Linked DNA regions of Mus musculus: regions 2 and 3 are each linked to region 1. The links are chromatin contacts, called in public HiChIP or PLAC-seq maps. All regions are on one chromosome and are shown on one strand. The core of a region is the stretch at or near the end of the contact, and the rest is flanking DNA. Distances in the headings are between cores, read along the strand shown. Region 1 holds the start of Rel (reticuloendotheliosis oncogene). Region 2 has its middle 60 kb from the start of Papolg. Region 3 has its middle 90 kb from the start of Bcl11a.

Region 1 (3,538 bases), core at 851-3,350:
GGTAGCATATACTAACAGTGTACCATACCAGCCAGGGTAAGTCTTCAAATGTACTGCATCAACTGCATGACTAAAGTTTCCAGTAGCAACCACTGACTCAGCTCAAACATGGCCTCTACAGAATGTCCTTCTAGAGAGCCCAGTTGGTTTCTACTACCCCCACTACCTTATTTTCTTTATAGAAATGCAGTGACATCAAGACTTATGCATGCTTGTGTTTTGAGACAGACTCCCTCATAGCTCAGGCTGGCTTTATAAACTCATTATATAGTGGAGGATGACCTAGAACCCCTGCTGGTCCTACCTCCACCTCCCAAATGCTGGGATTACAGACATGCCACCCAGTACTAAAATTACCACGTGTTAGTCTCTGTAAACCCCAATGACAAGCAGCCTTATCAGGTGTACAGTGACACCTTCCCCTAGCACAAGGTCTAAAAATATCCATGAGAATTTCAACCTCCTATTTACTTTTTCTTTGAATAAAGACAGTAAGTAGAAACTATGTCATTCAGATATGGTTGAGTTAAAAGCTGAAGTATGCCTGCATTCATGTGTGTGTGTGTATTGGTGTGTTCAGTGTTTTGTGGCTCATCCTATCTTCAAAGTTATGATTCTGTGGTCTTGACCTCTGGAGCGCTGAACATAGTTCACCCTGCTAATTGTTTTATTTTATTTTATATCTTTGTGACTTGTTTATGATTGTGTTTAACTAAAAACACAACTGCTATTTATACTCTTTGAGAAGACAATTTGGAACTAGCAGATTTTAATTATTTCCTTCACTTTGGGGGAGTTGTATAACAGGATGAATTTTTTATGACAGGATAGTATATATTTTAATTATCCAACCCCCCCCCCCCCACACACACACACACACTTTGGCGTTCTTTGAAGCGCATGTAGAGGTAAGAGGACAACTTTTGGAAGTTGATTCTGTCCTTCCATGGATCAAACTCAATTTGTCAGGCTTGGTAGCAAGCGCAATTATTCTCTAAGCTATCTTGTTGGCCATGCAAGATGATATTCTCTATTTCCCCTCCATTACTTGTTTTAGTCAGTAAATGACTGGAGAACGTAAGAGGTGGAGCCAGATAACCCTGAGTTATTTCTGTTGTTGAGACAGTCCACCTACCTCAGCCTCCCGCGTGCTGGGAGTGCAGTGCGCTAAACGGGGCTGGATAATCTTAAGCTTAAATCGTGCAATTCCTTTCTAGAACTCTAAAGTATGGACAAGCTACTCAGCTTCTCCAAACCCCAATCAACCCTAATACTCGTGTATACAATGACATGCTAATACATCATAGACTAAGAGAACAGGTGCGTATTAGCAACTGAAGGCAAACAAGATTCCGCCTGACCTGTCAAAGCACCAAAGTTCGGTCCAGGCCTCAGGCCGTGGGTATCTCGGCCAATCTCTGGACGTCGTGTACATTTATACAGAATGGGGTTAGCGGCCTCGCAGTGCAGCTGAAAAACTTTGGTAGGTAAAAGACGTAATGTAGATATAGAGGGAAAATAAGGCTGCGGGGGTCCCCGTATGCAAATCTGCGCCTTACTGCCGAACGCGGGCGCTGGCGCTTCCGCACTTCCCCTCCAGAGCACCCGGACAACTCTCTGGCGCGGGGGCGGAGATTTGCATGTGCGAAATCGGGAAGAGGGGGAACCACCGGTCGAAAACCCCGGGCGGGCCTCGGGCGGCCAAGGAGCGCGCCCGGTGCACCGCCCGGCCCGCCTCCGGCCGCTCGGCCAGCATGACGTCACGAACACGCCCCTCGGCTTTAAGCGGCGCTCTCAAGGACTCTGGAGGAGGGGGATTTCTCAGGGACCGACGGCTTCTCACGCGCGGAGTCGTCGCTGCGCGCCCTCACGGAGCTCCCGGCGCGAGCGTGCAGGCTGTGGTGGCTCTGGAGGAAGTAAGCGCACTGGCCCGCGCGGGGTCGCGCGCCCGCCGCGAGGCTCCGCCCCCCGCCCCGGGTAGGCGGTGGCGCGAGTGACGTAAGCAGCGGGAAATCCCCCCCCCTCCCCCCACGTTCCGCCGGGCGGTCCGCCCCGCCCCCTGCCCCTGCCGCGGCATCCTGGCAAGGCGACGCCAGGACACTAGTGACCGGAGCGCGAAGATTCGGGGGTGGGAAGGTGTGAGCCGCAAACCCAGAGGAGCCGGGAAAGAAGAGGAGGCCCGGGGGTGGTCCGAGGACAGGCGTCCCGGCTGCGGAGGCTGCTCAGCCTCCTCACTGGTTGGCTGACTGACGGGCTAGCTGGCTGACTGCCTGCCTGACCGACTGCCTGGCTGACTGACTCACTGACTGACTGACTGGCTGCCTTGCAGCCTCGGGCCGGACGCTGGAAGCTGCAGCGAGCGGCGCGCGGAGCCGAGCCATGGCCTCGAGTGAGTACCGGGGCGAGCACTCGCGGGTCACGGGGAGGAGCTGTCGGGGGCTCCGTTTGGGGTTAGGACGGTCTGCCTTTCAAGTCTTCTCATCTGGCAAATTGTCAGCCGTTTGAAAAGTTGCCCGCTCCGGGGTTTGCGTGTGAAATCAAAGCGGCGCACTGTAATCTGATCTTCTCCTAATAGCCAGAACCTTCGAAATTCCCAACGGTGTGCTTTTAGGATCACAGGGGGTAATCTCAGTAAAGGAGAGCAGAGAAGCCTCGCGTTTAAAGACTCAGTGGTATGGAGACCCAGTTTTACATTTTTGAACAAAAAAGAGGAACCTCCGGACCTCAGACGAGCTTTCTTTTTTTAAGTCCAATCGTGCTAGCGGCTGACACTGGTACAGAATGTGGCGTGGCTGTGAAAGTCCTCAGTGGCGTTTTAATTCGTTCCAAGCGAAAACACTACCCCCGCCCCCACGAGCTAAAGATGTTGCTTGTCTAATTTACCGTGTAGAGACCTCGATCCCTTCAACCCCCAACCCCAAACCTGCACGCGCGTTTTGTTAGCAGCAAGAGGACGAGATTTGATTATACTTTAAAGTAACTGGTAGGGTTGAAAATGTCATCGTTTAATGTCAGTGTTTTATCTGCCACTAGTAAGTTTTGGATCATCTGCTTTGAGGGGGACATTTATAAGAAACAGTTTACAGGACAGGGGAGTTTAGTATGACAGTCGTACTATATGTAAAGCAAGCACTTGAAGCAGCTGAGATGGTGGTGGGAGCTAAAAATGACACCTTCTGTCTGTAGCAGGACGCTGACCCTTATCTTCCCAGTGACCCTCAGTAGAAGGCAGCCGACGTCTGGCAGAGAAGAGGAAGTAGAAAGCTTAGTGAACTCTTTAAGAGTTGAGCAGAACAATATCATAACTCCTGCTGTAAAGGAAACTGGGGTGTTTCACATGACACTTGATTTCAGTTTGTCTGTGGTTTTCATGAGAAAACAAGTGTAGTTTAAAATATTTCAACTTTCTCTTTACCCATTTAAATGAAGCCAGGCTTTCAGATGCTCTAGTAAATTTGTAAATTTAACTCATGTTCTGATTAGAAGCACAAAAAGGCTTTAAGTATTTAATTCATTGGTAATCAGAAAGAGATTTTTG
Region 2 (3,967 bases), core at 1,236-3,735, 180 kb before region 1:
AACAAAACAACAGGCAGTGTGGTTTTAGTTGGAATTAGTAAAAACATGCATATATAAAATATACTTTAAGGAATATGATTCCATAAACAAATATAATCTTTTTTTAAAAATAGGGTCTCTCTACATGTAGCCTGAAACTTGCTGTGTATATCAGGATGGCCCTGAATCTACAGAGACCCACCTGCCTCTGCTTTCCAAGTACATTAAAGGCTGTGCCACCACACCCTGCAAACAAACATTTAAATGCCATCACCTGGCACATCTTTATTGTTTATACAAAAATGCATTAAAATCATGTAACAAACTTCACTTACAAATGTGTCATGTAGTTCAGCCTGTTATGCCAAGCTGTATTTGTTTACTAGTTTTTCTGGCTTGTTTGTTTGTTTGTTTGTTTAAGATGGCTCTCATTCTGTAAACTAGGCAGCCTTGAACTTGAAGTGATTCTCCTACTTCATGCAACCCTGAGAGTGCAGGTTCAAGTCACCACCACTGGCCTCGAAACCATATTTATACTGTTATTCTAGGATATGAATTAGTTTTCAGCGTAAAATGTGGACTCCTGGAGAAATGTGAAGATTATGCAGAATGGCCTCTTTCCCTTGATAGATGGGGTGGGGGTGGGGCAAACTTAGATACCCCTAAAGGAGCTCTGTGCCCCCCACATTTGTTGCCATAGTCAGTCTCACAGACACAGACATCCCTTCTTTTTCTTCACTTCCTCCTCACCAAGCATTGATGTACAAGTGTCCTTTTCTTCTTAGATTTCTTAAAAATTGTGTGTGCATATGTCTATATGTGCATCTCTCTCTGTCTCTCTGTCTCTCTGTCTCTGTCTCTCTTTGTCTGTCTGTCTGTCTGTCTGTCTCCCCCCCCCTTAGAAGTGCAGTAACAGGCAGTTATGATGTGGGTGTTGGGAACTAACCTGGGCAAGATCAGCATGTGCAGGAACTGTTGGGCCACCTCTCCAGTCCACAGATGCCCTTCCTGTCATCTCCAGCAAGTAGGAGGGGCTACATCCCTGGCACAGAAGCCAACACACAGCACAGCATAGGGCTACCAGCTGGATGCATGCCATTGGCCAGGCATCAGGTTATGTTACATTTTTTGCTCTCACAAACCTAACAGTGCCGACTTCTGCTAGCATTTTCTGCCTTGCTTCTCACAGTGTTTCTTCTAGGTAAGGCACGGGTAGAAAAAAAGAAGCTGTTGTATTTGGAGGTGTGGCTAAATCAAGTATTTGCAGAAGATCCAGTTCAATTTCAGAATCATCTTCATTAGAGCGAAAACCATTTTCAGTTTCTCCTCGGAAAGATATCAGCCCCTTGATAAGACATTTGTTTCAAGAAGACAATGTCTTACATAAATAAAAACGTAGCATGAGCCTGCTATTTCTAACTTGAATATCCTGCATGGACCCGCTACACCAAATGCTGGCTGATCTGATGAGCTAACAGATTACATCAAATTTGGGTTTTGAAATATTTTTTTCCACTTGTTTAGAAGCAAAGTCCATCATTTCAACAGAGAAGTTCTTAAATACAATCTGTTGAGACAGGATGAAAATTGTTGTGAGCGAACTCCTATGGCTTTGTGTACCCCACACTGACAGTCCTGGTGGGGTCTAGCCCTCGTGTGACCTCAGCTCATGGCTTATGCCAACTGCTCAGTGTTTCCCAGTCATGACAGGTGCACCGTGTGGGCTCACAGAGCAGGCAAGCCGTCCTGCAGCACGCAGCCCTTTCTCCCGGTGGTCCCTAAACGGGACATTCCTCTGCTCCTCTGTACCATCTTCAGAGAAGCTCTCCTTGGCCACCTCAGTCTTTGCTCCCTGCTAGCAAGCTCAGCTTTCTCCCTAGGAATTGCTAACCAAAGCGTCCTTTTTCTTGTGTACTAATTATTGATGGGCCGACCTCTGTGATAGAATTTAAGCACAATAGAGCAGGACTTTAATCCATCTTGCCTGCCAGCTCTGTGTGCCTGGTTCAATGATCTCTCTGCCATCAACAACCGATCTACCAATGTAATTCATAAAGTAAGTTCTGAGATACCCAGATACCTCTCAGACCACAAACTAGACCTGGCTGCATATCAGAATCCAGGTTAGTCCCTCAAAGCTGCAAACTCTGTCTCTGAAAAATTGAATTCATTTCCGAAATATTTAGATTCTGGTTAATTCTACATAATGGCCACTAGAGGGGGCCATAGTCAAATATTAGAAAAATCTAAGTTCCGTTTTGTTTTGGTTTTTCCCTCAGAGCTAAAAATCTTCCCCAGTCCTCCTCTCTACCTTAACAGATTAAAGCAAACGTAATATACTGTGACAGGCGGCAGACTCTACTCCACAGCAAGGTACCACTGGCATTTAGAAAATTCTCTTGGTTGTCCCAGCTGTAGGTAGCCACCAAGAAATTGACACCACCTTGGCCACTCATCTGAGCCTGTTGTCTCTAATATTGTCTGAAATCTTCCAGCCAGCCTCAAACTGCACTCACCCTTGGCCACTGTGGCATACAGAAAGTCCCGTGTTCTCCCTTTGTTGACCCACTGTCTGGTTATTCTCACAGAAAGTGCACTCCCCACAATGCACTCTCCCTCCATCCCCAGAACCCTCTCCATCTGCCCTGCCATTGCTGGGAGAGATAAACACTCTCCTCTCTTCAGTGATGAGCCACACACAAACCTAATAGGAGAAGCAGATTGACACTCATCTAGTCACCTGCAACTGTCACAGCCCCAGTTAGCTCCTGTGCCATCATGAGTCCTACTGCTAAAAGCCGACTGGCGGCTTCTTGTTCCGCTGTTACACACCATCCTGCTCTGAGTGTCTCAACAACAGTGTAAAAACGGGTGCCACGGACCGGGCCTAATTAGCCCCCCTCAATCCGTGGGAATCAGGGGTTCCGACAGATGGGCACAGAGTCGGTGGGAATTGGGGTGACAAACAGACTCGACACAAGGAAGTGTGGATCTGATGTAATTTGTCAAATAGAGCATCAAACTTTTTATACAGAAGAAAATAGGGAAGTAAGGTGACAATGAGGTTACTGGATTCTTACATAAATCAGAGGAATGCAAACACGGAAGGACTAGCAGGAACCAACTGGGATAAAATTCAATGTTAACAACTGGGATCAAAAATAGCCCCACCTAAGGCCCACTTAATCTTAGAAGCCAGGGGCAAGGGCTTCGTGCCCTTGCCATAGTTCCTACTCTAGTCTATTGTATAGTCCACCTTCCCCCTAGGCCATTGTAAATACTTGTGTATGGGTGTAACTCAGCTATCTATAGTTCTAAGTAACTACTCTGGTTCCTCTTTAGGTCACAAACTTCCTTCTTCCTAGGTAATGGTAAATTTCTGTGTAGGGCAGTGACTTAGCTATCCATGCCCAGGGTTGGATCAAGGACTGCCTAGAATCTAACTTAGCTATATCTCAAAAAATCAATCCTTAGGAGCACTTGTAATAAAGCAATATTAAGGGAAAGCACACAGATCCATTTACCAACTAAAGCAAGGACATTGGAGCATTCGTTATACAGGATGCCACAATTCCAGGAGACTAAGTTTCCATGAACTTTCCACCTGAGGACAGCGCCCAGGTGTCCGGGGCCTGTCACACTTGTCACTACTGGAGTGGATGTAGCAGTTCCCCTGTTTTTTATGTTTTAGACGAAGTTCCAGAATGTCCCGCCTCGTGGTAGCTACAGATCTCAGAAGAACTCTAAAGATGAGTGGAAATACAATGATTACTAATAAAATAATGCCAATAATAATAGCAAACAAGATTATATATTGAACCTAATCCAAGGGATTCAATGCACTTAGGTTATTCTTTAAATTTCTGGCCAATTCATCAATGTTCCAAGTATCCAAATGGCTTCTGCTAATATCTGAATTTTCTGTTAACCTAGCCTTAATATTTGCTATATCCTGTCTCAATCTATTGCTAAAACTGCCTTTTGTAAA
Region 3 (3,960 bases), core at 821-3,320, 220 kb before region 1:
TTAGGAATCTGAAGCAGGAGGATTACGAGTTTTGAGGTAAACCTGAATCTCAAAAATAAATAAATAAAATAGAATAAAATAATAAAGACTATGGCACTAAATTAAACAACAGTATTTATATTTTCTTACCTTACCTCCTGATGAGCTCTCTGTCAACTTTTTATATATAATTGTCAGTACTCTCAGTTGTAGCTGTGTTTTAAATGGCATTTAATTGCTAAGAAGTATCAGCTAACTTTTCTCTATATGTGCCCATAAGGAGAATGGCTAGGTAAGCTTTACAAGGTCATGTTTAAGTCCCTGGAGTCTCGAGACAAACACCAAAGAGGCCAAAGTGCCTTAGATAAAATCATTGGTTGTTTGGATATTCTTCTTACAAAATTCCAGCTCATGAAATGGTAACATTCAACTTGAAATTTCCTTGTAAAAATTTATTATTCTCAAAAAATTAAAAACACTGTAACTATGTCAATACAGGATTAGTTAAAACAAGTGTTTCCAAGTAAGTAGTCCGTGGTCCTTAAATGTAACAGTAAACATCTATGTTTATTGACATGAAGAGATTTCATGAGATATTGTTAAGAGGAAATCAGGGTACAAAGTAGCATTTACAGAGTGTATGTGAGCGACCACACTAGAAGACCATACAACACAATGTTCCCTGAGGTGTCTCTGGAGTGTAGACATAAACCCTGCCTTGTTAAGAGTAATTGAGTTTTAAAATTACTCTGGTTCACTCTCAAAAGCATCCTTGAGCAGGCATGCACTCCCTGACATTCAAAAGCACCGTTGAGCAGGTGTGGTCACATGTGTCTGTACTCCTTAGCACCCAGGGAGCTGAGGCAGGAGAGTCCTGCCTTAAAGACCAGTCTAGGCTGCATAGCAAGACCTTATCTCAAAAATAAGAGTTTTATTATAAATTATATGATTACCATAGAAATTAATAGATTTTCTTTCTTGTGGTATTTTTGTATTTTAGCAAGTCTTCTTAAAAATAAAAAAAAATGCTATTTTAATGGGAGGAAAATATTTCATAATTCTTACTTCTTAGCTATTTAAACCAGCTGTCTCCATGTTAATCCAAAGTCACTGCTTTGGCGAAGGTCAGTAATCTTACAAACCCCAGGTGCCTCACTAAGTACAGCGGACTCAAAGGCCTAAGCAGTCTCCATTTTCACAGCCCTCAGCTAGCACCCAGTGCCCCGTGCCAAACGAATCTTTTGTCTATTACATTGCATTCATCTGTGACACTCTCATCCACCTCCATTCACCTGAGAACATGCCAAAAAAAAAAAAAAAAATGTAGCGCTGCTACCCAAGGTCTCCCACCTAGATTGAGACCAAGTCCTCTGCTCCAGGACCCAAGCTCTCAGTGGCCTGGCCAGAGAACGCAGATGGCAAGGAATGATAGATATTCAGAACAACAGGGGGAGTGTCCTGTGATGAAAGGGTTAAAATCTCCAGGTGAGAACAATCCTGGGCCGGTAACTGTTCTCAGGATGTGAGAAGAGGAAGGATGGTGAACACATGGAGATGAAGCCACCACACAAGTCTTGGAATCCAAAGGGAGTAGCCCGTAAAGCTGCAAAGTGTCACAGGGAAGGTGACTGCCTAGCAGGAAGTTCACCTCAGTTTGGCAAGCAAAGGGCCCTCCTACAGACTGTGCTAGAGGCAGCAAGGAGTGTGGAGTATGAACTCGGAGGCTGAGGACCCGCAGAGCCATGAGCATGGTGGGGGGCTTCCCTGCAGAGGCTGGAGGTCAACAGCAGAGCCCCCCCCCCCAAGCCTTTCTAATTTCGTTTCCATAATTGCATGGTCTTCCTCCCCAAGGTGTTTGAAACTTCAGGCCCCTTCAACCCTGCATCTGCCCCTTACCCTTATTGTCTTCTTGTACCAGTTTCCAGTCTCAACACTGGGTCAAAATGTATCCTTTTTAAGTTCCTCTTTTGTCTTCAGTTTCTCTTCCTTTTTTTTTTTTTTAAATACCTTGTTTTCCTTAGTATCAGACTCTATTCTTATCTGCTTGCTTTCTTCTTGCAACCCAGTTGTGTTTGTTACTGTAAGCTTTCCCCTTGCTTCATCCTGTCTCCACCTCTGCTGTACCTCACAGGGTTTCAAAGCCACAATAGAATCTGGTGAGATGGAAATACAATTCTGTCCAGACCCCTCCAGCAGGCAGCAGTCGGCAATGTGTCCTGCCAACTGTTAGGCCCCTTGTCCCTGAGCCTCTGGCCAGTCTCCTGGGTCTGGGACTCCTCTTCCCAGCTTCTATCCCCAAGTTTCTGGCCAATTTCTCTTCCTTCTGACTCTTTGTTCTCACCTTCTGACAGGCCTAATAAGGTCACGACCCAAGTGCATTTTTCCTTCAAGGCCAAGCTCTGTCTTCTGTCCTCTATGGTGTCTTTATGTACTGTGGGTCATACTTTGGGTGGGTGGGCACATGGAGTGTTGAAACATATGACCCTTAAAGAATATCTTGGGATGGGTGTTGAAGAAGCAAGAAGATACAGTCGATATGCATATGCAAATCATTATGTACACCTTTCTGTGTATCTCTTGCCCCCAGGGTTTATCCCTGTTATTATCTACGATCCCCACCCTCCCCAGGCCCATGCCTTCTCAACCTCTGGAGGCACCAGAACCTAAGCAATTGGCACCAATGGATGTGCCCAACTAAGCTGACAGCCTGCCATCTTCATCAGCAAGTTGGTAATTACATTCACTTTACCCATGTTTCAGTCTATGGCCTCCCAAGAGCTGCACTTAGTTTGTCTTGTTCTCTTGTACTGTCCTTCTGGAACTTATATATGTTATATAAATGACAACTTCCAAGGAGACAGCAAGACTTCCATGTGTGCCTTTTGTTTTGCCTGCTCACACTTGTCATTTGCCATCCACTTCCTGGCCCAATCCCCTCCCCTCCACCATAGGTCATGGAGAACGTGCCTTTCTGTGGCAGCTGGGAAAGCAGGTCAAAGATCAGAAGGGACTCACACACAATTTCCCTAGTAACAAGTTTTAAGCCAGTGAGTCTCCCCAGTGGGGTCAAACACTTCTGTATCTGAGTGCATTTTTTGCTCTTCTAAGTCAGAGCAGCCAAATAAATAATCGCTGGCCCACGGCGAGAATGTCAGCTCCATCGATAGCAATTAGGACATTGTTGGCAAAAGAGGTGCTTGCCCACGGAGGTGGCAGATTCTGGCCCAAGTCACTGAAAATCAATATCTGCACACGTTCCAGATGCCACACTGGTTTAGTTACAAAGATGTGTGAGTGAAAGCTCAGAGTGCTGTCCAAAAAGGTCGGTGGCTGAGTCTTCAAGAGACCCCATGACTGGAAGCCGCCTTGATACATAGATCACCATCCAGCACAGACCCTCAGCTTAGAAGCACTTGAAAATGGATTTGATTCAACAACTCAAAAACCAGATTTTCAGTGATATGCAACCATGCAACCTTACCAGAGACTGGAATACAAACCAGGGTACCAATTTGGTTTTTGTACGCTATCACTTTCCAGAAACCAGAAAGCTCTAGTTTGTCAGCTAAGTGGCACCTTTCCTGCATCACACCGAGGCAAGGAGTCCTTTGGTGAGATGGAAGTAGAGCCCAGGTTTGGAGAAGACAATGTCTCAATCCACCTTTTTCTTTTCCTTATCTCTTCCCCACTCCTCACCTTTGGTTTAATAGACATAAATGGCCAGGTTTTCCACTCCTTCTTTTGCAAATGTTTCATCAAGACACACCACATACTTTGCTCTGTTACAGTTCAGGGCTTCTCAATCTATTTGCAGAGCTGTCCAGCAATCACCACAAAGAATGGCAGAATGTTTTCATTGCCTCTGAAGAAAACCTTTAGCACCTCCTACACCCCTCCCCAGGCCTAGTCAACCTTTTGCCTCTGTCCACATGCACTAGAAATCAGACAGTGTGTGGTCCGAGGCCAGCTTCTTTCTCCTAG

What was found. HiChIP or PLAC-seq counts read pairs in DNA pulled down with a chosen protein or histone mark.
Region 2: an H3K27ac HiChIP or PLAC-seq map of bone marrow-derived dendritic cells shows a contact between it and region 1, with 4 times the contacts expected there. The contact joins the enhancer-like site here to the promoter of Rel in region 1. A contact is called at or near these places in 6 of 39 promoter capture datasets (the 3T3-L1 cell line, the C10 cell line, the HPC-7 cell line and 2 more), 4 of 484 Hi-C or Micro-C datasets (CD4 T cells, cortical neurons and embryonic stem cells), 8 of 115 datasets of contacts at active chromatin or transcription factors (the 230-238 cell line, the HPC-7 cell line, bone marrow-derived dendritic cells and 5 more) and 2 of 9 other capture datasets (adipose tissue and liver).
Region 3: a contact with region 1 is called in an H3K4me3 HiChIP or PLAC-seq map of bone marrow-derived macrophages, with 2.3 times the contacts expected there. The contact joins the enhancer-like site here to the promoter of Rel in region 1. A contact is called at or near these places in 4 of 39 promoter capture datasets (the C10 cell line, cranial neural crest, embryonic stem cells and 1 more), 1 of 115 datasets of contacts at active chromatin or transcription factors (bone marrow-derived macrophages) and 1 of 9 other capture datasets (liver).

Annotation. Positions count from the first base shown.
Region 1 is chr11:23,769,531-23,773,068 of GRCm38.p6, reverse strand. Rel (reticuloendotheliosis oncogene) reads left to right here and starts at 2,100. Exons shown (of 10, transcript NM_009044.3): 1 at 2,100-2,389. The coding sequence starts at 2,380.
Region 2 is chr11:23,952,794-23,956,760 of GRCm38.p6, reverse strand. No RefSeq gene overlaps it. Among named protein-coding and RNA genes, the nearest start is that of Papolg, 60 kb to the right of the region's middle. Within about 2 kb of position 2,485, at least 20 of the 459 cell types and tissues checked have an H3K27ac peak or open chromatin away from gene starts, as enhancers often do. A contact at or near this core is called in bone marrow-derived dendritic cells, bone marrow-derived macrophages and pro-B cells, where this site is marked.
Region 3 is chr11:23,985,956-23,989,915 of GRCm38.p6, reverse strand. No RefSeq gene overlaps it. Among named protein-coding and RNA genes, the nearest start is that of Bcl11a, 90 kb to the left of the region's middle. Within about 2 kb of position 2,070, at least 31 of the 459 cell types and tissues checked have an H3K27ac peak or open chromatin away from gene starts, as enhancers often do. A contact at or near this core is called in bone marrow-derived macrophages, where this site is marked.